Regions from separate parts of the Aedes albopictus genome. Here region 2 is linked to region 1. The links are chromatin contacts, called in public Hi-C maps. All regions are on one chromosome and are shown on one strand. Each heading gives the region's core, a stretch centred on a gene start, on an enhancer-like site or on the middle of the called end of the contact. The rest is flanking DNA. Distances are from core to core; before and after follow the strand shown.

Region 1 (4,602 bases), core at 1,576-4,075:
GTGTTACGGCTGTTTGCTTCTGATTTAATTGTTAGCTGAAAAAAACTGCAGTATATGTAAATACTTACCCTCTCCTTCAAAACGTTTGTGGAATCTTCTAAATCCAATCCTGGAGCCACGATCCGACCATTATTCCTGTCGATGTGTATAAAATGCACCAACCCTGGAAAGTCTTCCAAATACGTATATGGCTACAGGTTAAGGAAAAACATATGATATAGTTCATTGTTACAAGTTATTCAATGCGATTAATTTATCATTTCAATCAATCAATGTTAAGTTATGTTGTCTGTATTTTGATAAAACAAAATATTAGCAACAAAAAAACACGTTTTTGAAAAGGATATGTTCCCATGCAGAAATTCTTCTGCGATTTGACCTGCAGGAAGTTGAACACCTCCGTGAGTTTTTCCTCCACCGAATCGGCTATATCGGACACCCGTTGCAATCCGTGTTCCAAAGTGCTACACTCGGCGCAGAGCAACTTGAACAGTTCTTTCACGGCTTCCACAAACATGGGCATATTACTTTCGATTTTTACCAACAGGGCACTGTCTGATGCTTTGAAGTATTCCGAGTACCGCTTTCGGAGGTTATCCCATTTCAAGCCGAAAACACGAACGGCTTCGTCCGCTTCTGGACAGTTGTGCTTGATCTTGCGCAGTGAGTCCGTCGTATGTTTCACGTACATTTCAAAACTGTCGAATGCTGATCGTAGATTTTCGACATCCATTTGCATGTGAATGTTTTGAAGCTTATGTAGTGCGAAAAAGACATCGTAAAGGTTTCCCGATAGAACGATATTTCCGTGTTCGATCAGCAGAACCAGAAATACATCATCAAACAGCTTGCAAACATGTACAATGTGTGGAATACAGCCGGACGTAGTCTGGTTGGAGCATCCCTGGAGAAAAACTACGTGTGATTCGATGCGTTTCGAATGCTCGCCACGATCCAACGTCTGACAAAATATGTTCAGGAACAGCATATCTGCAGGAGACAACTCCTGAGCTTGTCGACTACTGTACAGTGAAAGGAACTTGTTGCCCACGAACATGATGGAATGGCTTCGCTGAGAGTGTGGATCCTGCTTAAGTTTATCTGTAGCTGCCTGTAGAGACGATACCACGGTATTTTTGACGTCTGCGTTGACCAGCAGCTGTTCGATGGCTTCCACTAAGATCCCTTGGTTACCCTGGTACATTTGACGATAAGTACTAATCAAGCTAGTAAGGAGCTCCGATTTCCTGGTGTCGTTCTTGATTCTGAGGGTTCAAAACGAAGTGGAAATGGTTTAATGCATACGTTCTTAATGCAAGATTGTTTTGCTTTTGCATACTTACATGTAGATATTTGGCCCACAAATATGTTTCAAGAGACAAATGCAAACTCCAAGCTCCCGTCTGACTTGATCTACTTCCTTAGTACTTATTTGTAAGAACAAATAGCCCAAAAACTGTAAATTAAAGAAAAGATATAACGAAATCGGTGTTCAAAAACTGCATATTACGATAATTTTTAGAAAATCTTTTTTTTTTTTATAAAATATAAACTTGTTTCAAAGACAAAAATTGCTTGAGTTTTTTACAGACAACGTCGAATCTAATCAAAACATACTAAAACAAATTAAATAGAAGACTATTTCTGAAATTTCCAAACGAAAAGTAAATCAATACTCAGAGAGCAAAACAAGACCATGAAGATAGTACTGAAAAGTACTCTACATGAACTCCAAACAAAAATATGGATAAACTATTGTAAGGATTCTGAATATTTTAATAGCTTCATTGTTTTTTGTGTAAATTTTTTGTTTTCATAAAATCAAGTTCGTATAGAAGGAAATTAAGTAGTAATTAGTAATTGCGAACAAATGTATTTAAGACAAATAGTATTACATTATGTCAGAAGACGTAACACTCAATTGACTAAAATAAAATAATTATTGAGGTATCGAAGTTTCTTGAGCATTCGCTATTTGGGTATATCCTGGAACAAAAGGTATGAAGCCACTTCACACTAAACATTCAAGACGAAAAAGGAAACTCGTCTGAAAAGAATGTTTCAGAAAACTCGCACGACAAGTCCACATTCCAGTCAACCCCATGCGTGTTACACTTGTAAGGATTCGAAATCTTGTCCTTACCTCATCGAAGACTAAATTCAAGTTGTTCTCCATCTGCACCGAAGTGTACGCATTATCAAATTGGCACATCATGATACGCTGGGAGGCCACCAGAGGACTGAATATCTGAATCAGCACATTATTGTCCAAATCCTTTCGGGGATCCTAAAACATAACATATTTGTAGTTCAGCAAAATGCAGCTTAGCTGTGTTTACTTACCCTCTTTACGTCCTCCATCAAACCGAGATCGATGGCATGTCTGGTCATTTTGGCACGCATTGCATCGTTAAAATTCTGATAAATCAAATCATTATTCTGATCGAATAATAGTACACCCTCCATGTTTGGCAACTCGAATTATGAAACTCTAGGCAATGCAATAAATTTTCACGAAATTTTCTTCAACCGCAAACAAGTCCTACTCCCTACAGCGAATGTTCACGTTTGCGCTTAACCACCATCTAACTAAACTCTGTCTGTCGCCACCCGTCACGGAAACAAGGACACCACAACCGATCTTGACAACTGCTCTACTGAAGGGACATGCACCCCTACCCTCTATACGGCGGACGGCAATGCTGATAGTACGGCACGGTCAAAGCAAATTTGTTGCTTTCTGTACACAGCCTTCCTTCTGCTTTCTTGCGCATATTCGTAAACACGGAACCCGGGGGAACGCATACCAACGAGGCGTCCTTTAGAATACACATTTCTAGTACTGATAAGAGACTCTCAAGAGAGCTTCAACTAAACTTTCATGTGTCACCCTTTTGTATCAGACATATATAACTAGCGTGCAAGCTTCCTTACAAGAAGAGCTACAGTAGGTTAAAAGTTAAAGAAAATTTGAAATTATTTGTTCCTTAAATTTAAATTTAGGCGCGGAAAGATCATAAATTCTACGATTGAACTTAAATTTAAACGCAAGATCTGACACCAAATTTAAATTCAAGAGTGTGGAAGTGTCGACGTAAGTATTCGTTTTAAAAGCATTCAAGCTTCATATTAGATGTTTAGAACGTAGTTCAATATAAACATTACATTTGGGCATAGATACAGTTATGGTGAGCTCATTTCATGCTATTATTTTATTCCAAACACACGTAAATTTGAAAACTGGGTTCAGCCGATTTTCGACAAATTTGGAACAGTTGAATAGTTTCACTTGTTTAGTAAGTATGGAGCGTTGACGGAAAAAGCACGGTCGCACATATTTCTCGGCATTGCAGACGATATTGATCTAATCGGGACAGTGGAAAAAGCTTAAGATCCTCTGAATACCCTCTACGGTCACGAGGTGTGGTTATCAAAGGAGTCAAAAAGCTTTCGATTTTTTTGTGCGCAAAATGCTGTGGAGAATCTTCGGTAGGAAGCTAGTAAATTATATGCGAAGAAGACGCATGAATCATGAGCTGTATGAAGTTTACAAAGAAGCGAATATTGTGAAACGAATAACATAGGGTAGGTAATCAAAAGTTGAACCAAATTGCGGTTTTCCGAAGTAGCGCAAATTTTGAGTGATTTTTTCTCCCACATGGAAATAATGTACTACTGCAAAATCTTATGTACATGAAAGCCACGGGTATAAGCTTTCTGTTAAGTGGTAAAAAGTTTGTATTTGCACCGAATTTCATTGAAAAATTCGACTATTTGTTAACAATGATTTTAATCTTAATTTGAACCATCGTAATCATAATTTGAACCAATTTTAATCTTAATTCGAACTACTGGCGGCAGCAGCTCGAGCATCTCTCACAACAGCCAATTTCGTGCTGAACAATAGAAAAACACATGGATCTGCTAATTCTCATAACTATTTTTCATTAGGCAGTGGAATTTTAACTAAGAATGTTCTAAACTCTTCAGGAACTTGGAAACGAAATTTGGAATTTTTGATCCCCCAAGAGTAAACAAAACAACCACTAGCGCAGTCTGCCGGCCAACACTGGAAGCTCGCCCCCGTTTACTATGTACTTCAAATTTAGATTACAAATGGTTCAACTTAAGATAACATTCTCCAAGTAAGAATTACTTAAATTTGATAATTTTATGACAAATAATGCGAAATATTGTTCGGTTGGTCGATTCTATGATAAATAAGCTTTCATTTGGCGTGTTCACATATTGCGTGTGATACAATGCATGAGCTGTACGAGTGCACCGAAAATGTGCTTTCTCTGGGGGGAAATGAGTGAAATCACAGTGATTTTTCAATTGCCTGTTTTCCATGACAAAAACGCTTTTTTCAATGCTTTTAAAGCCCATGTTATCAGGTTATATTACGGAAAACTGTTTAACATCTTTTTCGGGACAATATTTGCCTAAAAAGTACGTCGTTTTAATGAATTTCGAAAAGGTTCAAATTAAGATTACAATTTGACTAGTTCAAAGTTTGATTTCTTACCCTACATACCCAAAGAACAATCTTGATTCTATTCGGTTTTATTTGTTTTTATAATAGTTTTATCAAAGCATTAC
Region 2 (4,602 bases), core at 791-3,290, 180 kb before region 1:
AAGCGATTTTCAGAAGTGCTCTCCAATGAAAGATATTCACCAAATATGTTCTAAGCTACAATGAAAACCGAAGTATCAAACATTTCCACAAACATAGAAAACACTGCACAAAACTCGACAATACATACCTTTGGTACAATCCAACTAGCCTGTCTGCCTCACGCCATCCGCTTTCGATGGCGCCATGCACCGTTGAATAGTAATGATCATGCGTAGCTTCGCCAGCGAATTGCACCACGGGAATCCCGATCGCACTGGACAACGGAAGAGCCAAATGTTCCGCCGACGTGTTCAGCAGGTCCGTCGTCATCGAGCGGAAGCTGTACGAACCCCTAAAGTTCGGGTTCGAATACCACTGGGTACGTTTAAACGCTACCGGTTCTGGGACATCAACGCCTCTCAAGAACTTTCTCAACAGAAACATGCATGCCTTGCGAACTTCCTCGTCGCGTGTACGTTCCATGCGGCGAGCATTTGCACCAGATATCCAACCGCAAAGGATATTGGGCTGGAAGTCAACCACGTAGAATCCGAAGATATCTTCCATCCAACTATTTGGCGACGCGCGAATTTCCTCCAGATCGTCTTGGTTCCAAAGAAGACTTAGCCCATGCCAACCGTCAGACCAGAATGGTTTGTCAAACTCCAGATACAGTTTATCTACGGTACCGATTGACAGACCTTTTATGGCGTTCTTCTTCATTGCGGGCAGTTCCGGCGAGAAAAGGCTTTGGTAGCGTTCTTTCAGGACGCCCAACGACATTGTACAAATTACATGATCGGCATCATAAACGCTGTTGTCAGCACATCGCACGGAAGCTATGTTGTCCGGGCCGGAGTTCCAGCAAATGTTCTCTACGGTTTTGTTAAAATGGGTGTAATCTTCAATGTTGATGGCGTCTGCAGAATTCGGCGAAGGAAAGCGTTTCTGTTAATCATAAATTTGATTACTACTAGTTTCATATTTGAAATGGTATATACCTTACCATAAGTATATCCAGCACTGTTTTGTATCCTCTGTCTTTCCAATTCAACAGGTGATCTCCATCACATTCCCAGTAGTGTAAGTAGCCCGGCCCTGATGTATCGAACCAACTATCCGATGCCTCTATAGAGTTTTCAAACTTGTGGAAGAATTCCAAAAACTGAAAAGCAGTCTCGTGGTCTACATCTGCGTAATCCGGCGTGCCCAGGATCGCCCGAAACTTCTCCAAAACGAACGAACCTAGTGAACCACGGTAACGACTCAACTCGTTACGATGGTACTCCAAAATGGACCATATTGCACTCATTAACTTTTGACTCTTCTCCTGAGGAATCTTTTCTCCATTTGACATAACCAGGTCAAAGTCCTCATACTTAAAATTGTTCGAACCAAAAACATTCAACTTTGAGCCCAGCTCATAGCACACATTGTTCACCTCTCCGTGACACCTGAAATCAAAGTTCTTGAATTATAATATTCCTCACAACCCCTTCAACAATGTCAATCCATACCATTGAGCACCCAAATCGACCACATTCGAGGCGAAAGGAATCGTATGAATGCGTCCACCAATGCGGTCTTCCGCTTCCAGAATAGTCAAATTTCGGTATCCTTTCTCAATCAATCGAGTTGCAGCAGCTATCCCTGCTGCGCCAGCTCCTATCACTATTATCCGGGGATTCATCACTCGGTTTAAATTTATTTCTCTATTTTAAAATTATACGTAATCACACTTGTACCCATAGAGCGTAGTGCTGAATCAGTTAAACTGATACTCGAGCAAAGTACGGTTCTTGTTCACATGCAGGTGTTGCAAATCATGCATGAAACGACATTAATTGATAATATAAAGTTTTTAACTTTGCGAATGGGAAGTTTACTTTTGCGACTGCCTTGGTATTTAAGTAGATTCGCAATGCTGCAGTGAGGTGAAAATTATGACATTCATTTGTAGGTCCCTGGTGCACATGTGTTACTGACAACCACACATACACAATCACTGTTCAGTGTATTGAAAGAAAATCATTCAGAAACAAATAGTGTGAATGAAATGAAAAATAACAATTCTAACTGGAACATGTGATCATTCAATATTATCTTTATTGCTCTTATCCTGTATTTTCTTTTCTGCGTAACGAAGGGAAGATATCTAGATTCATGCCATATCTGTCTGATAACAGCTATGAACAGCTGAGAGGCCGGGCGGCATTCAGCACACACATACATACCTACCACAATCATTCGTCGGTATGCTCAATTTACCAATTATGACGCTGGTGTTTGTGTACTTGCGCACAAGATTCCGTTGAAGAAATATTGTATGTAAGAACAATATTGCCAGTTAATACAAAATTCTGAAACTGTTTCTGTCTGCATTTTTGATAAATCTTTGGAAATGTTACTGTGTTCAAGAATTGATTCAATATTTCCTTTTCAATTTTTCCATAGAGCTATTTTTTCCTTGAAAAAAAACGGCTATAAAAATTCACAAAAACAAAACTTCTGTCGGTTTTACCAAGATTTGTTTCACAAATTTTTATCAGCATCACTTCCTCATTTTGCCAGGTGAAGAGAGCACTTCGAGGAATTGTTGAACGGTGGGAATGGAAGAGCAACAGACAGAATTCGAATCGACGACGACGGACAAGCTGTGGAACCTCCAACGCTATACGAGGTCAAGACGGCCATAGAGGGCTGAAGAACAATGAGGCTGCTGGGAAGGACGATTTCCCGGTCGAGCTTCTCAAGCTCGGTAGAGACAGCTGTATCAACTCTTACACCGTATTATATTGAAAATATGGGAAGAGGAGGAACTGCCTGCTAGTTGGTTGGATGGTCTCATTTGCCCTCTATAAAAGAAAGGGCATCGACTAGGGTGCGCGAATTACAGAGGAATAACACTCCCCAATTCAGCGTACAAAATTTCGTCCGGAATTCTGTTTAACAGGCTGAGGCCGATTAAGGAGTCCTTCGTCGGTGAATATCAAGCGGGTTTTCGTGAGGGCCGATCAACGACGGATCAGTTGTTCACCCTGCGGTAGATTCTCGATAAATTTCGGGAGTACAACTTGCAGACCCATCATCTGTTTATTGATTTCAAGGCGGCGTACGATTCAGTGAAGAGAAACGAGTTATGGCAGATTATGATCGAACATGGTTTTCCGGCGAAGCTGATTCGACTGATTCGCGTGACTCTTGACGGTTCGAAATCAACGTCGGTCCGGCCGTGGTAGTGGTGACGAAGTGGTGCTAGGTGGTGAAAAGTTTGATGTTGTGGACGAATGTGTTTATCTCGGTACTCTAGTAACGTGCGATAATGATGTTACTCGCGAGATGAAAAGACGGATTGTAGCTGCGAATAGGCCCGCCTTTTTCGATCTGCGAAACCAGCTGAAGTCCCTTAGGCTACAAACGAAGACTAAACTCGCGTTGTACAAGACTCTGATTCTTCCGGTCACTTTATACGGCAATGAATCGTGGACTTTGCGAGAAGCTGATGAAGAAGCCTTTGCAGTCTTCGAACGTAAAGCGCTGCGAACAATACTCGGCGGTAAACTGAGGATGGCTTCTGGCGGCGTCACATGAACCACGAATTGTACCAAGTATATAAAGAGATGGATATAGTGAAGCGAATAAAACACGGGAGGCTGCGGTGGGCTGGGCACGTAGCTCGTATGCCGGAGGAACGACAAGCTAAAATCATATTCAGCAGAGAACCAGGAAGGGGCCGTCGGCTTCGGGGTAGGCCGCGCACACGTTGGCTTTTTGCAGTTGAGGAGGACCTAAGGGCTCTAAACGTTCAGGTTGACTGGAAACGATTAGCGCGGGACCGAGACCAGTGGAAGCGAATGCTTCATTCGGCGTAGAATTATGGAGGAATTCATATTGTGTAGGCAACAACGAACAGTTCGGTTCAAGAGTATCTTTATTATGACATTATCTACCTCACATTACGCACAAGCCTACTACAGTTCGGCCATCTTGACAAAAACACATCGTCCTCGATGTGAACAGCTACTCCATCGTCATATTTGATTCGGCTCCAACTCGTTGACTCAGTCATCGATGTTGTAATGCAGTTTCGTCTGCTGTATGTACGGCGTTTCTTCTTGATGATCACAATCTATACCTCCTCTCGAATACTTTACAGTTCGAGAGTAATGCGTCCCGTGTCGTACTTGTATCGCTAACAATAATTCACCTCCAATTCCTTAGGCGCCCATTGCATAGACTTTGATGATGTAGCTTCAGATTGGTGACTGCTTCACCATTCGCTTTCATTTCTGCCTGTATCCATTCTTTCTTTTCGATTAATTGTAACTATTCCGGTCTTCCGTAGGCCCTCCTCGATAGGTAACTCCCAATTTTGATTGAAATCTTGAAATGCTCCAGAAATTTCAGGTTTGTATCCCACTTCTGAAATGTAGGCAACAACGAACAGTTCGGTTCAAGAGTATCTTTATTATGACATTATCTACCTCACATTACGCACAAGCCTACTACAATTGAAATCTCTAAATAAATCGCTGTTTGGATATCAGATGTATTCCCGAAGAAATCGACGGAGGAAATTCAAAAAAAAAAAATGTGGAATATCACGATCAGCTCTTGGAAAA

Evidence for each region. A called contact is a pair of places that touch in the nucleus more often than the background predicts.
Region 2: a contact with region 1 is called in a Hi-C map of embryo, with 9 times the contacts expected there. The contact joins the promoter of LOC109405281 here to the promoter of LOC109405248 in region 1. A contact is called at or near these places in 2 of 3 Hi-C or Micro-C datasets (embryo and whole body).

Annotation. Positions count from the first base shown.
Region 1 is chr3:299,506,475-299,511,076 of AalbF5, reverse strand. It overlaps LOC109405248 (BLOC-3 complex member HPS1), which reads right to left and starts at 2,825. Exons shown (of 8, transcript XM_062842235.1): 1 at 2,344-2,825; 2 at 2,144-2,287; 3 at 1,344-1,456; 4 at 350-1,265; 5 at 69-185. The coding sequence starts at 2,466.
Region 2 is chr3:299,681,968-299,686,569 of AalbF5, reverse strand. LOC109405281 (spermine oxidase-like) reads right to left here and starts at 2,040. Exons shown (of 5, transcript XM_029857087.2): 1 at 1,498-2,040; 2 at 987-1,434; 3 at 129-928. The coding sequence starts at 1,670.